2 separate regions of the Pan troglodytes genome follow, and region 2 is linked to region 1. The links are chromatin contacts, called in public HiChIP or PLAC-seq maps. All regions are on one chromosome and are shown on one strand. The core of a region is the stretch at or near the end of the contact, and the rest is flanking DNA. Distances in the headings are between cores, read along the strand shown. Region 1 holds the start of ACTA1 (actin alpha 1, skeletal muscle). Region 2 holds the start of LOC129136149 (putative HTLV-1-related endogenous sequence).

The links. HiChIP or PLAC-seq counts read pairs in DNA pulled down with a chosen protein or histone mark.
Region 2: an H3K4me3 HiChIP or PLAC-seq map of stem cell-derived excitatory neurons shows a contact between it and region 1, with 7 times the contacts expected there. The contact joins the promoter of LOC129136149 here to the promoter of ACTA1 in region 1. A contact is called at or near these places in 2 of 7 Hi-C or Micro-C datasets (both in induced pluripotent stem cells) and 1 of 1 datasets of contacts at active chromatin or transcription factors (stem cell-derived excitatory neurons).

Annotation. Positions count from the first base shown.
Region 1 is chr1:19,755,803-19,762,188 of NHGRI_mPanTro3-v2.0_pri, forward strand. It overlaps ACTA1 (actin alpha 1, skeletal muscle), which reads left to right and starts at 3,626. Exons shown (of 7, transcript XM_016940594.3): 1 at 3,626-3,716; 2 at 4,591-4,731; 3 at 4,838-5,162; 4 at 5,275-5,436; 5 at 5,521-5,712; 6 at 5,804-5,985; 7 at 6,064-6,386. The coding sequence starts at 4,603. The coding sequence ends at 6,207.
Region 2 is chr1:19,920,628-19,927,013 of NHGRI_mPanTro3-v2.0_pri, forward strand. It overlaps LOC129136149 (putative HTLV-1-related endogenous sequence), which reads left to right and starts at 2,931. Exons shown (of 2, transcript XM_054659929.2): 1 at 2,931-3,334; 2 at 4,708-6,386. The coding sequence starts at 2,938. The coding sequence ends at 4,721. It overlaps RAB4A (RAB4A, member RAS oncogene family), which reads right to left and starts at 3,146. Exons shown (of 8, transcript XM_016940561.3): 1 at 2,924-3,146. The coding sequence starts at 2,954.

The DNA of each region.
Region 1 (6,386 bases), core at 2,376-4,875:
GCCAGTCAGAGGGGAAGGTAAATGCAGCTCTGCTTGATTCCAGAATGCAAGCTCCTAACCAGTTCATGATATTCTGGGTATAAAGAATGTTGAAGAGAGGGCACTGCTCCAATGAATCATCAGGTTCTTAGAGGTGGCCATGAGTGCAAAAACCACCAGCTTCAGGAGGAGGAAAAAGAAAATCCAAGCCCAAGCCCTTTCTTTGGGCTGCCAGGAGTTGACCCAACTTTTTTTTTTTTTTTTTTTTTGAGATGGAGTCTCTGTTGCCCAGGCCCGGAGTGTAGTGATGGGATCTCGGCTCACTGCAACCTCTGCCTCCCAGGTTCAAGTGATTCTCCTGCCTTAGCCTCCCGAGTAGCTGGGATTATAGGTGTGCACCACCACGCCTGGCTAATTTTTGTGTTTTTAGTAGAGACGGGGTTTCACCATGTTGGCCAGGCTGGTCTTGAACTCCTGACCTCAAGTGATCCACCAGCCTCGGCTTCCCAAAGTGCTGGGATTACAGGCATGGGCCACCGCGCCTGGCCGACCCGACGTTTTTAAGTAGCTTCTGAGGAGAATGAGTTGGTCTTTGTCTACCCTGTTCCTGGAATATCTCTAACTTGGAGTGCCCAGCCAGCCCCTCAAAGCTGAGTTTCTGGGGAAGCTACGGCTTTTCATGTCAGGATGTCTTTGGCTCATTATTGGGAAACATCCCTCAAGGGCCTGTTCTGTTTCGAACTGTTCCCAGTGTTGGTGAAGATTAGAGAGAAGCAGCAGTCCTTGCCCTCCCTGGCCACTGGCAGTAGAAGGAAAGACAGCCCAAGCCCGTCTCCTCCACTGGCTGCTGTGGAACCTGGGGTGTGTTTTAGCTCACTAAGCCTCAGTTTTCTTTAAAAAAAAAAAACTGGAATGAGTAATACCTATCTTATTTACCTTAGGATAGTTAAAAGGTTAATTGAAACACGAAAGCATATTATAAAGTGTTTTACCAATTCCTGTTTTAATTGATAGGAAACACACTAGGAAGACTGGAACTGAGCAAGATTGGGGTACGGGTGTGTGGAGTGTTGAGGGGCACAATTGGAGAGAAGGGAAGTGTGAACACACCGGGGTAGTGGTAGCAGAAGGGCCCGGTCAGGGTATGAAGAGCTGAGGCTGCACCTGAAAACTTAGAAGCAGGAACTCCCTGTCAAGCATACCCTACATGGCTGACCTTTACTTAGTGACAGTTCTCAAAAGGCTGTGCAGGGTGCCGCTGCGCTCCCCCAAAACATACATGTATGGAGACGTGGCTCTGCCACCCACCATTCAGTCTATTCTCTAAGCCAATGAGAATGCAACAAGACCAGAATGGGACTGAGGGTGGCCTGTGGTGACCTGTCAGGGACTATTTAAACCAGCCGCAAATCATGTGGGCAGGGAACAGATGCCTGGCTGGCCACCTCAGGGGCCATCTCCCACAGTTTGCTGTACTAGCAGGTCTCTGTTCGCTTGTGTTTTTAATCATGGTCAGCTTTTAGTGTGGGTTTGAATGTAACAGACTGAGCTTAGAAAAGCTTTCTGTAAGGAAAGGTAAGAGTTGAACTGAGCAAGAGTTTTGAAAAATAGTGACAATCCCATTCTCCTTTGGAATGCGCACAAATATTGAGGTATCCAGTGAACGGCAGCAAATTTCCTACCTTCAAGGCCCAAATGTAAGCTAGTCCCCTTACGTTACATGCAGCTCATTTGCTAAGTGGTTTTTTTCTAGTATCTCCACTACTCGCTGACACAGGAGGACACAGGATGTTAAAAAGGAAATACAGTTCTGTCAATTGTTCACTTATTCTCCAAAATACTTGGAAGAACTAAATATGAAACCATAGGAGACTATACTCACCACATAGTCCCTATACTAGTCAAACTCCTTATTTTTTAACTGATCATTTTTAGGAAGGTAGCATTTTATTCACTAAAACATTTTTGTTAATACTTGTTTATTTTTAGGATGAACTGCCATGATGTGGGCTACAGAGGAGGGTCGCATATGCTTCCATCCCCCTTTTAGAGAATCCACACCTGTCCCAGTTGCTGGGTTCCACTACCAAAAGTGAATTGCAACTATTTTAGGAGCACTTAAGCACATCCGAAAAATGAGTGATTCTGTTCTGGCCCACACCACATCACTGATGTACCCCCTTAAAGCATGTCCCTGAGTTCATCACAGAAGACTGCTCCTCCTGTGCCCTCCACAAGGTTAGAACTGTCCTTGTCTTAGGGAAAAAAGAGAGAGAGAGAGACAGGCACCAACTGGGTAACCTCTGCTGACCCCCACTCTACTTTACCATAAGTAGCTCCAAATCCTTCTAGAAAATCTGAAAGGCATAGCCCCATATATCAGTGATATAAATAGAACCTGCAGCAGGCTCTGGTAGATGATGACTCCAAGGTGGACTGGGAGGCAGCCCGGCCTTGGCAGGCATCATCCTCTAAATATAAAGATGAGTTTGTTCAGCCTTTGCAGAAGGAAAAACTGCCACCCATCCTAGAGTGCCGCGTCCTTGTCCCCCCACCCCCTCCAATTTATTGGGAGGAAGGACCAGCAAAGCCTCATCTAGGAAGAGCCCCTCACCCATCTCTACCTCCACTCCAGGTCTAGCCAGTCCTGGGTTGTGACCCTTGTCTTTCAGCCCCAGGAGAGGGACACACATAGTGCCACCAAAGAGGCTGGGGGAGGGCCTCAGCCCACCAAAACCTGGGGCCAGTGCGTCCTACAGGAGGGGAACCCTCACCCCTTCAATCCCTTTAGGAGACCCAAGGGCGCTGCGCGTCCCTGAGGCGGACAGCTCCGTGTGCTCAGGCTTTGCGCCTGACAGGCCTATCCCCGGGAGCCCCCGCGCCTCCTCCCCGGCGCTCCGCCCTCGCCTCCCCCCGCCAGTTGTCTATCCTGCGACAGCTGCGCTCCCTCCGGCCGCCGGTGGCCCTCTCTGCGGTGGGGGAAGGGGTCGACGTGGCTCAGCTTTTTGGATTCAGGGAGCTCGGGGGTGGGAAGAGAGAAATGGAGTTCCAGGGGCGTAAAGGAGAGGGAGTTCGCCTTCCTTCCCTTCCTGAGACTCAGGAGTGACTGCTTCTCCAATCCTCCCAAGCCCACCACTCTACACGTCTCCCTCTTCCCGGTAGTCGCGAGTGGGAGCTTGGGGATCTGAGCAAAGAACCCGAAGAGGAGTTGAAATATTGGAAGTCAGCAGTCAGGCACCTTCCCGAGCGCCCAGGGCGCTCAGAGTGGACATGGTTGGGGAGGCCTTTGGGACAGGTGCGGTTCCCGGAGCGCAGGCGCACACATGCACCCGCCGGCGAACGCGGTGACCCTCGCCCCACCCCATCCCCTCCAGCGGGCAACTGGGTCGGGTCAGGAGGGGCAAACCCGCTAGGGAGACACTCCATATACGGCCCGGCCCGCGTTACCTGGGACCGGGCCAACCCGCTCCTTCTTTGGTCAACGCAGGGGACCCGGGCGGGGTCCCAGGCCGCGAACCGGCCGAGGGAGGGGGCTCTAGTGCCCAACACCCAAATATGGCTCGAGAAGGGCAGCGACATTCCTGCGGGGTGGCGCGGAGGGAATGCCCGCGGGCTATATAAAACCTGAGCAGAGGGACAAGCGGCCACCGCAGCGGACAGCGCCAAGTGAAGCCTCGCTTCCCTCCCGCGGCGACCAGGGCCCGAGCCGAGAGTAGCAGTTGTAGCTACCCGCCCAGGTAGGGCAGGAGTTGGGAGGGGACAGGGGGACAGGGCACTACCGAGGGGAACCTGAAGGACTCCGGGGCAGAACCCAGTCGGTTCACCTGGTCAGCCCCAGGCCTGCGCCCTGAGCGCTGTGCCTCGTCTCCGGAGCCACACGCGCTTTAAAAAGGAGACAAGACAGTCAGCCTCTGGAAATTAGACTTCTCCAAATTTTTCTCTAGCCCCTTTGGGCTCCTTTACCTGGCATGTAGGATGTGCCTAGGGAGATAAACCGTTTTGCTTTAGTTGTCGCCGAGGCAGTTCCCTTCCAAACTAGCGCTAGAGCGAATGAGCGAGCAGCCAGGACCACCCACTCTGGGTTTCCAACAGGCGAAAAGGCCCTTTCTGAGTTTGAAATGTCATAGGGTTCCTAACAGGCCACTCTTCCCTGGATGGGGTGCCAACGCCTTTCCCATGGGCATCTCCTTCCACCCTCACGTTGGCCCAGCGAGCAGGCAGTGCTGAGGCCTTATCTTCCTACGTGACAGATGTGGTCAGGGAGGCGCAGAGAGGATGGGCACTAGCGTCCAGCTCCTGGAGCAGGTGTCAGGCAGGGAGGGCGGACAGGTCTTGGGGAACATGTTCCCCTGGCTATGTGGACAGAGGACTTCTCAGTGGGGTCTCACGACCCTGTGCCCCTTTTCCTGGTGCAGGGCAGCCCTTAGCCGGGGCAAAGGTCGGGAAGAGAACCCCTGGTCGCCGCTCTGGCAGAATTTGAGTGGCTCCGGCAGGGGATGTCCCCAGGTTCCTGGGGAGGGAGGACGTCGGGGCCAGCCAGGCCTACCCCCCTGCCGCTGAGACTTCTGCGCTGATGCACCGCGCCTCTTCGCGGTCTCCCTGTCCTTGCAGAAACTAGACACAATGTGCGACGAAGACGAGACCACCGCCCTCGTGTGCGACAATGGCTCCGGCCTGGTGAAAGCCGGCTTCGCCGGGGATGACGCCCCTAGGGCCGTGTTCCCGTCCATCGTGGGCCGCCCCCGACACCAGGTCAGGCTGCCCCTCCGCAGAGGGAGCCGGCTCGGGGTCCCCGCGTAACCCAGCCTGGTGCCACCCGGAGCGGCGTTAACGGGTGCGTGGTGTCTCGGCTCCGCAGGGCGTCATGGTCGGTATGGGTCAGAAAGATTCCTACGTGGGCGACGAGGCTCAGAGCAAGAGAGGTATCCTGACCCTGAAGTACCCTATCGAGCATGGCATCATCACCAACTGGGATGACATGGAGAAGATCTGGCACCACACCTTCTACAACGAGCTTCGCGTGGCTCCCGAGGAGCACCCCACCCTGCTCACCGAGGCCCCCCTCAATCCCAAGGCCAACCGCGAGAAGATGACCCAGATCATGTTTGAGACCTTCAACGTGCCCGCCATGTACGTGGCCATCCAGGCCGTGCTGTCCCTCTACGCCTCCGGCAGGACCACCGGTGAGTGCCCGCTGCCCCCAGTCCCCTCCCCCGCCCCCGCCCCCGCCGCTAGCGCTGAGCGCCTAGCCTCGGCCTCGCCCCCAGCCACTCACTCTCTCCCGCGCGCGCACAGGCATCGTGCTGGACTCCGGCGACGGCGTCACCCACAACGTGCCCATTTATGAAGGCTACGCGCTGCCGCACGCCATCATGCGCCTGGACCTGGCAGGCCGCGATCTCACCGACTACCTGATGAAGATCCTCACTGAGCGTGGCTACTCCTTCGTGACCACAGGTGCGCGGCGCCCCTGCACCCCGGGCGGGAGGGCCGGCGGCGGCCCCTGAGTGAGGGCTCCTCTCCTGCTTCTGCCCTCCGCAGCTGAGCGCGAGATCGTGCGCGACATCAAGGAGAAGCTGTGCTACGTGGCCCTGGACTTCGAGAACGAGATGGCGACGGCCGCCTCCTCCTCGTCCCTGGAAAAGAGCTACGAGCTGCCAGACGGGCAGGTCATCACCATCGGCAACGAGCGCTTCCGCTGCCCGGAGACGCTCTTCCAGCCCTCCTTCATCGGTGAGCCCCGCTCGCCCTCGCGCCGGCCCCCAGGCCCCGCCGGCCCCCGGCGCCCCGAGCTTCTGCTCACACTCCCCCCCGCGGTCCCCAGGTATGGAGTCGGCGGGCATTCACGAGACCACCTACAACAGCATCATGAAGTGTGACATCGACATCAGGAAGGACCTGTATGCCAACAACGTCATGTCGGGGGGCACCACGATGTACCCTGGGATCGCTGACCGCATGCAGAAAGAGATCACCGCGCTGGCCCCCAGCACCATGAAGATCAAGGTGGGTGGTGGCCTGCGCGGGCTGTCGGCGGGGTGGGCTCCAGGGTGAGGTCTCCCCACCTCACGCGCTGTCTTGCAGATCATCGCCCCGCCGGAGCGCAAATACTCGGTGTGGATCGGCGGCTCCATCCTGGCCTCGCTGTCCACCTTCCAGCAGATGTGGATCACCAAGCAGGAGTACGACGAGGCCGGCCCTTCCATCGTCCACCGCAAATGCTTCTAGACACACTCCACCTCCAGCACGCGACTTCTCAGGACGACGAATCTTCTCAATGAGGGGGCGGCTGAGCTCCAGCCACCCCGCAGTCACTTTCTTTGTAACAACTTCCGTTGCTGCCATCGTAAACTGACACAGTGTTTATAACGTGTACATACATTAACTTATTACCTCATTTTGTTATT
Region 2 (6,386 bases), core at 1,681-4,180, 160 kb after region 1:
GATCACTTGAGCCCAGGAGTTTGAGATGAGACTGAGCAACAGAGAGAGACCTCGTCTCTACAAAAAAAATTAAAAAAAAAAAATTAGCCAGGTGTGGTGGCATGCACCTGTGGTCCCAGCTACTCAGGAGGCTGAAGTGGGAGGATCACTTGAGATGGGGAGATGGAGGTGGCAGTGAGCCGTGATTGTGTCACTGCACTCCAGCCTGGGTGACAGAGCGAGGTCCCATCTCAAAAAAAAAAAAAAAAAAGGGAAACAAAAACCCAGTACATTTCATTCCTCATCTCTCTGTTAAGCTACACAGAGCCTCCTTTTACAGAAGAGCAAATAAGCACAGAGTACAAAGGAGTTTAAAGGTTAGGCAAACATTCCTTCACCAGCTCAGAGGCAAATGTCCAGAAGAGAGCCTGACTGTTTCACTTTTAAGGAACAATGCTGTATAAATATGGCCACTGATACGTCAAAGTGACAGCCTAGGACTTGGTTCTAGGTGACTTTTACTTCAGCTTGGCAAACTTCTACTGTCCTGCTTGCTCCTTCTAAAACTCATTTTCTTTTTTTGAGACAGAGTCTCACTCTGTTGCCCAGGATGGAGTGCAGTGGCACAATCTTGGCTCACTGTAAACTTCACCTCCTGGGTTCAAGCAATTCTCATGCCTCAGCCTCCCAAGTAGCTGGGACTACAAGCGTACCACCATGCCCAGGTAATTTTTTGTATTTTTAATAGGGCTGGGGTTTCGCCATGTTGGCCAGGCTGGTATCGAACTCCTGAGCTCAAGTGATCCGCCCAGCTCGGCCTTCCAAAGTGCTGGGATTACAGGCGTGAGCCATCACCTCTGGCCTCATTTTCTATTTATTAGTTTCTACTAGTTTTCGATTAATTTCCTCTATTAGAAGAAAAGATTCAATTCAGAGTTGCAAAGTAAAAACATACTTGGAAGTTACCATGAAATAAGAATACTAATGGTCAAAGCCTTATGATCAGAATGTAATCAATCTGTGAAGCTCAAAAGTTCAGTTAACTGTGTCTGAAGTGGAGATGCCAAAGATATGCTCTATTTTATCAGTTGTTATCATGCGTATACGAAAAATGAAACATAAAAGCTCTATCTCCTGAACTCTTCCAATCCTTTCTTACGGATTCATGACCCCCACTTGCTTTTCTTATTTGGACATTCCACCCTTCCCCTAGTGCTCCGTGCTCCTTACTCAGGTTAAAGAAACTAAGCCGCAAAGGGCTAAAGAGCACTTGAAAATAAAGAAGTGCAAAGATGTAACCAAAAATTGCTAAAGACCATGTTTTCCTTACAACATTTCTGACTGTGGTTCTCTACAGGAAGAACCAGACCACTGCCATTTGCAGAAACATTTGCAAACACTTGTCCTGATGAAGGCATCGACTTACGGGAGGATTTCCTAAGCCTTCTAGGAACAGATGTCATGCCCCTTTGTCACCAAGAACAGGGCAGTACCAGTCACAGGAGTCACTCACTGAAGGTGGACCAAATGCACTGTGACCCCAGCATGGAAGCCCTTCCAAAAGTTCCCATTTTTTCTTACAAGACAAACTGACGCCTTCCTCAAGACCCTCTCCTCTCTGCCTCCTCATCCACCTCTCCAGCGTGGTGCTCAAAACACACCCTTCTTGAGTTACCCACAGGCCTGAGATGTTCTGCGTGCTGCCTGGTTAATGCCTCCCTGACACCCCTGTCTGGGTCATCTTTTCTAACACACTTTCACGGACCACACTCCTTCAGAACTCTTGCCTGGTTTTTAATTATTCACTCATTAGTATCACAATTGGATTAATACTGCATTCCCTCAATAGACTACGCTCTATGAGACCAGAGCCGTGTCTGCTGTGTTTCTGCAGGACGTACAGCCCTCCCAGCACGGTGCCCGCTTCCCTAATGCCATTCCACAGTATTTGTTGCAGAGAAGGAAGCAGCATGCCAGGACAGATGGAGACAGGACTAATTTGGCTTGAGGTATGTAATTTTGAACTTGAGCCTCTCTCTGGGACTGTAAAACTCCAAATCAAAGTCTTAATCTGAGAATACATACATCTGAAAGAGTGATTAGGGACTGGTAAACATCTATTAATATTCAACTCTGATACAAAGTACAAGTTGTTTATTCTTACCACGCAAGGCCAAAAAAGGGGAGGAAAAAAAAAGCACACAGCATATGCACTGGGAAAGCTTTCGCTTATTCAAAACAGTATTTGTCAAGCACCTCCAGGTCTGGGTGCTGCAGGGGAAACAAAGATTAAACAGCCAGGGCTTTGCTTCCAAGGTGCTTACGGTCTTAAGAAGGAGACAAGACATGTTTATAAATAGCCAAAATGCAACCCAGAAAAGGCTAAAAAACACTGAGAGGGAGGGAGAAATAAACGAAGCAAGAGGTCTCCGGAGGAAGAGATGAATGAATTAGCCTATTAATAACTCCTCACTGTAATCCCAATGTAAAGCAAGGAATTCCAAACCAGGAAAGGTCAAACTGAAGTATTTGAGGAACACAGGCGTCGCCCTAAGCCCTTCACAGGCTCGCTGGGGATAATATCGCAGCTGAAACGGAACATCAAGCTGGCTTTCCAAACCTTCAGTTATTTACATTAGACTGAGAGGGGAAAAGCGCTAAGAGTGCAAGAGCAGAGAAAGAGCAAGAGGAAACTTGAAAAGGCGGATCACGCCAATGCGCTGTGCACAGCCCCCCCGCGCCCCGCGCACCCGCTACCCCACCCGAGCCCCCAGCGGCCCGCGTCCCCCATCCCGGTCCCAAGCCCAGACACCTCCGAGATCCGTCCCCCGGCTCCGGCCGGCACCACCGCCACCCTCAAGACCCCCGCAGCCCAGGCCCGGCCCCGCGCCACCGACGACCCCCGCGGCCCGATCCGCGCGCCCCGCCAGCCCGGGCCTCGTACCGTAGGTTTCGGACATGGCCGTCTGCGACATCTTGGGAGCGGCGCCGCCTCTCGCCGGGTCACCGGCTGCACTCGCCCGCGGTCCGCCGGCGCGTCTCGGTGGGGAAGGACCTGGGGCGGGGGACCGGAGGAGGGAGGGGCCCGACCGGTCCCCACGGCAACCGCCGGTCTCCCAGCGGCTGCGGCCCAGCCGGACTCCAGCTCCGCGCAGGCGCAGGGCCCTCCACCCTCCGTCCGGCCGCGACCGCGAGGAGGAAGAGGAGATGGGCTACGCGAGGCCCGGCCCACCCCGCGTTCGCGCGTGCGCACGGGGAGGCCGGGGCGGGGCGCATGAGGACTTCGGCGCGCGCCGAAAGCACGTGCGCGGGCTGGGCCCTCTGGCGGTGTGCGCCCAGCTGGGCAGAGCGGCAGGTGGGGGCGTTGGGGGCTGAGTCCCGATTTCCCTGAGGGAGGGTCGGGTAGAGGCGGGCGGTGGGCAGGTTTGGGGGTGACAGAGGGCTGGGGACAGTGGGGTCCAGTTGCCGTACAGAGGAGGAAGGTGCCCGCACTGGGGAGGAAAGCAGTCCATTTGCCAAATTGGCCCGTCTCAGTTAAGACGTTGTCTTCGGTCATCATCTGCGGCTGTCAGCCAGGAAAAAACTTCCCTGACGCTGTTACGATGGAGGCCAGAACTTGGTTAATGTGTAACAAGGAGGCAGTAGGCCCCAGGTGTCCAGCCAGAGGCCGCCCTGTGAATGGGAGGCAGGTTCATTTACCCGTTGGGAAGCTAAGCTTTCACTCCAAACTGCCGGGCCCTCTTGGATGGAGCTGAGCGGGTGTGGGCGGAATGGCAGAAGCGCAAGATGCCCAGGTGCTAAAAGGTCATCGCAAGACTACAGGCTGCAGCCTCTCCACATCCCATTTTAGAGGGTTCTGGATTACGGTTGAGAAGTATCTCCCGGCCCTCAGCTGGGGATGTGTTTCCAAATTTATGAGTTTTTTTAATTTTTATTTTTTAACAGGATCTGGCACTGTCAGCCCAGCCCAACCGATTCTCCCGCCTCAGCCTCCTGAGTAGCTGGGGCTAGGGGCTCATACGACCACACCGCGCCAATTTTTAAATTTTTTGTAGAGATGGGGTCTCGTTATGTTGCCCAGGCTGGTCTTGAACTCCTGAGTTCAAGCATCCTCCCTCCTTGGCCTCCCAAATTGCTGGGATTACAGGCATGAGTCATCTCACCTGGCCTTGGATAGTTTGGTTTCAGAAGCAAAACTGAGTTAGAATCCCCTTCTGTGGGAAATGTAGAGATAAACATTTATGGGAAAGAGAATTTTGGTTAAGGATTTGGCCCATCTGAGCTTGATCAGGGCCACATAGCGCCTCATAGTTCCCAACCTTGTTCACAATAGGTAGTCGAATGCTCAAAATATCCTTGGCTAAGCTCCCAAGTGACCTGGACTGTGTGGAAAATGCCAGTACATACTTTTGTGTGTGTGTGTGAGTCAGTTTGGCTCCATCCTCCACATAAATTGGCATCAGAGCTTCCCTCTTCCCCAGTGGCTATTTGGGTCGGTATTTTTCTCTTGTCTCCGATCCTAATAACAAATAAATGCAGTTTTTTCTAAATCACAGAGAAGGCCCCATGGTGAAAAGTTGTGACAGCTGTAATTCCTAAAACTCTTTTGTATATATTTCTTGTTCAGTGGCTCAGATCATTTGCTGCTTTCTTGTTTGTCTCTCTGCATGTCGTGTTTGATTTAGGCTCCTGAGTATAACAGATTGGTTCTGATTAAAACCATTTCAGAGGAAAGACAGTGATCCCAGGAAGCGGGAAGAAAACAGCATCACCTGAAGTTATTCCTATTCGTTAGATTTGTTTTCTTCCTGCGAAAAACCGCTATGTACAAGAAAGAAGTCAGTGAGCTGCAGTGATAGTTAGCATTATTCACTGAAACTGGACCAGAGATCCCTGAAACCTGGACAAGGTGGTAGAAATACAAATTATGCTGCCATTTCAAAGCTGTGGGCAGTTTTCTACTTTGTGGAAAATGAAGACTTAGGTAGGCCTTTGGGAAAGACGATTTGTTTTGGAAAAACCACCCAAAGGGATCATTTGGTTTGCAAATGTAACTGCAGTATCACAACTGGAAGAAGAAATATACAAGGGCGAGGTTTGAAGGAGCCATTCAGTATCCTTGGATGATACTGTGGAAGATTCTTTGCATCTCAGTAACTTTGGATCTTTGAAGATCCAAGAAAATAAATTTCTTCAGAATATTTTTAGAGACTGCTTTGATTCTGAGGCACTGCTGATTATATGGAAGAAAAAAAATATTGGAAGATTAATTTGTGGTTTTCTCCAGTTATCGTCTCCCTTCTCTTTGGGGGAGGTTTGTGACGCAGTAAAAACAGATATACAAAAGCCTAGGCATGTTGGAGATTTGCCTAAGGGAAATGTAATTATGAAGAAGGATTTTTTTCAAGCTGAAACTAGATCCCACTTTTTTCCAGGTCAGTGGGTCCTTCAAGTATCTGGTACTTTCCTTCCTGCTTCCTGACAATGTTAAAGAATGTGGCATGACCTTACATTTAATGCCCAACATGAGGAGCCCTGGGGCTTGATGCATGAGATTCTTGGAGCTAGGCCTGGTGGAGGGCACTGGTCACAGCCTCGGTGGAATGGTGACTTTCTTTGATAACTGGAATTGAAGAAAATGAGTGGACTTGTGTCTGAGCACTTGGGAACTCAGCAATCCCTGGGTGTTACCTTGAGAAGGAGCCAAATTCCGGACATACAAGTGGAGACTTGAAAATGGAAGCTCAATTCTACACCCAGGCTGGTGGAGACTATGACATATGACTCACATCTTCAAGAAAGTAGACACCTCAGAGGTCACTGGGCCACTTTACCTTCCACTGTCAAAACTATGTCCATGATCAGATACCTCTGTTGCTAGGGAATATTCAGTCAGAGTGGGCTAGATTAACTGCAGTAATGCAGATCTCTCAACCCATTTATGACTTACACAGCAAAGTTCCTCACTTAGACTACCTGTCCACTCCCACTAGCAGAGACTTGCTCATGGGCCCTCCTAGACCCAGGCTGACCGAGTGTGTTTTATCTAAATGCATCTCTACAATCACTCAGGTAGGAATGGCTATGCATTAGGACCGATTGTGCATTAGCTAGAGAAGCACTTACCAGGAATTGCTGTAAGAACTTCTATTTACATTTTATGGGCCAAAGCAAGTCATGTGGCAACACTTAATTTCAAAGAGGACAGGAAATGCAATATTATTATGTCCCTGAAAGAAAGGAGAAGAGAAAGTCTATGGAAAGACATTATGACTACCACTGGAATTTTCACCTGTCCAGGCAGCTTATCGTGCTTTTATTTGAAACAATTTTATTGAAGTATGATAGGCATAACTGCACATATGTATGTGTTTATCTATTTTATTTTATTTTTTGAGATGGAGTCT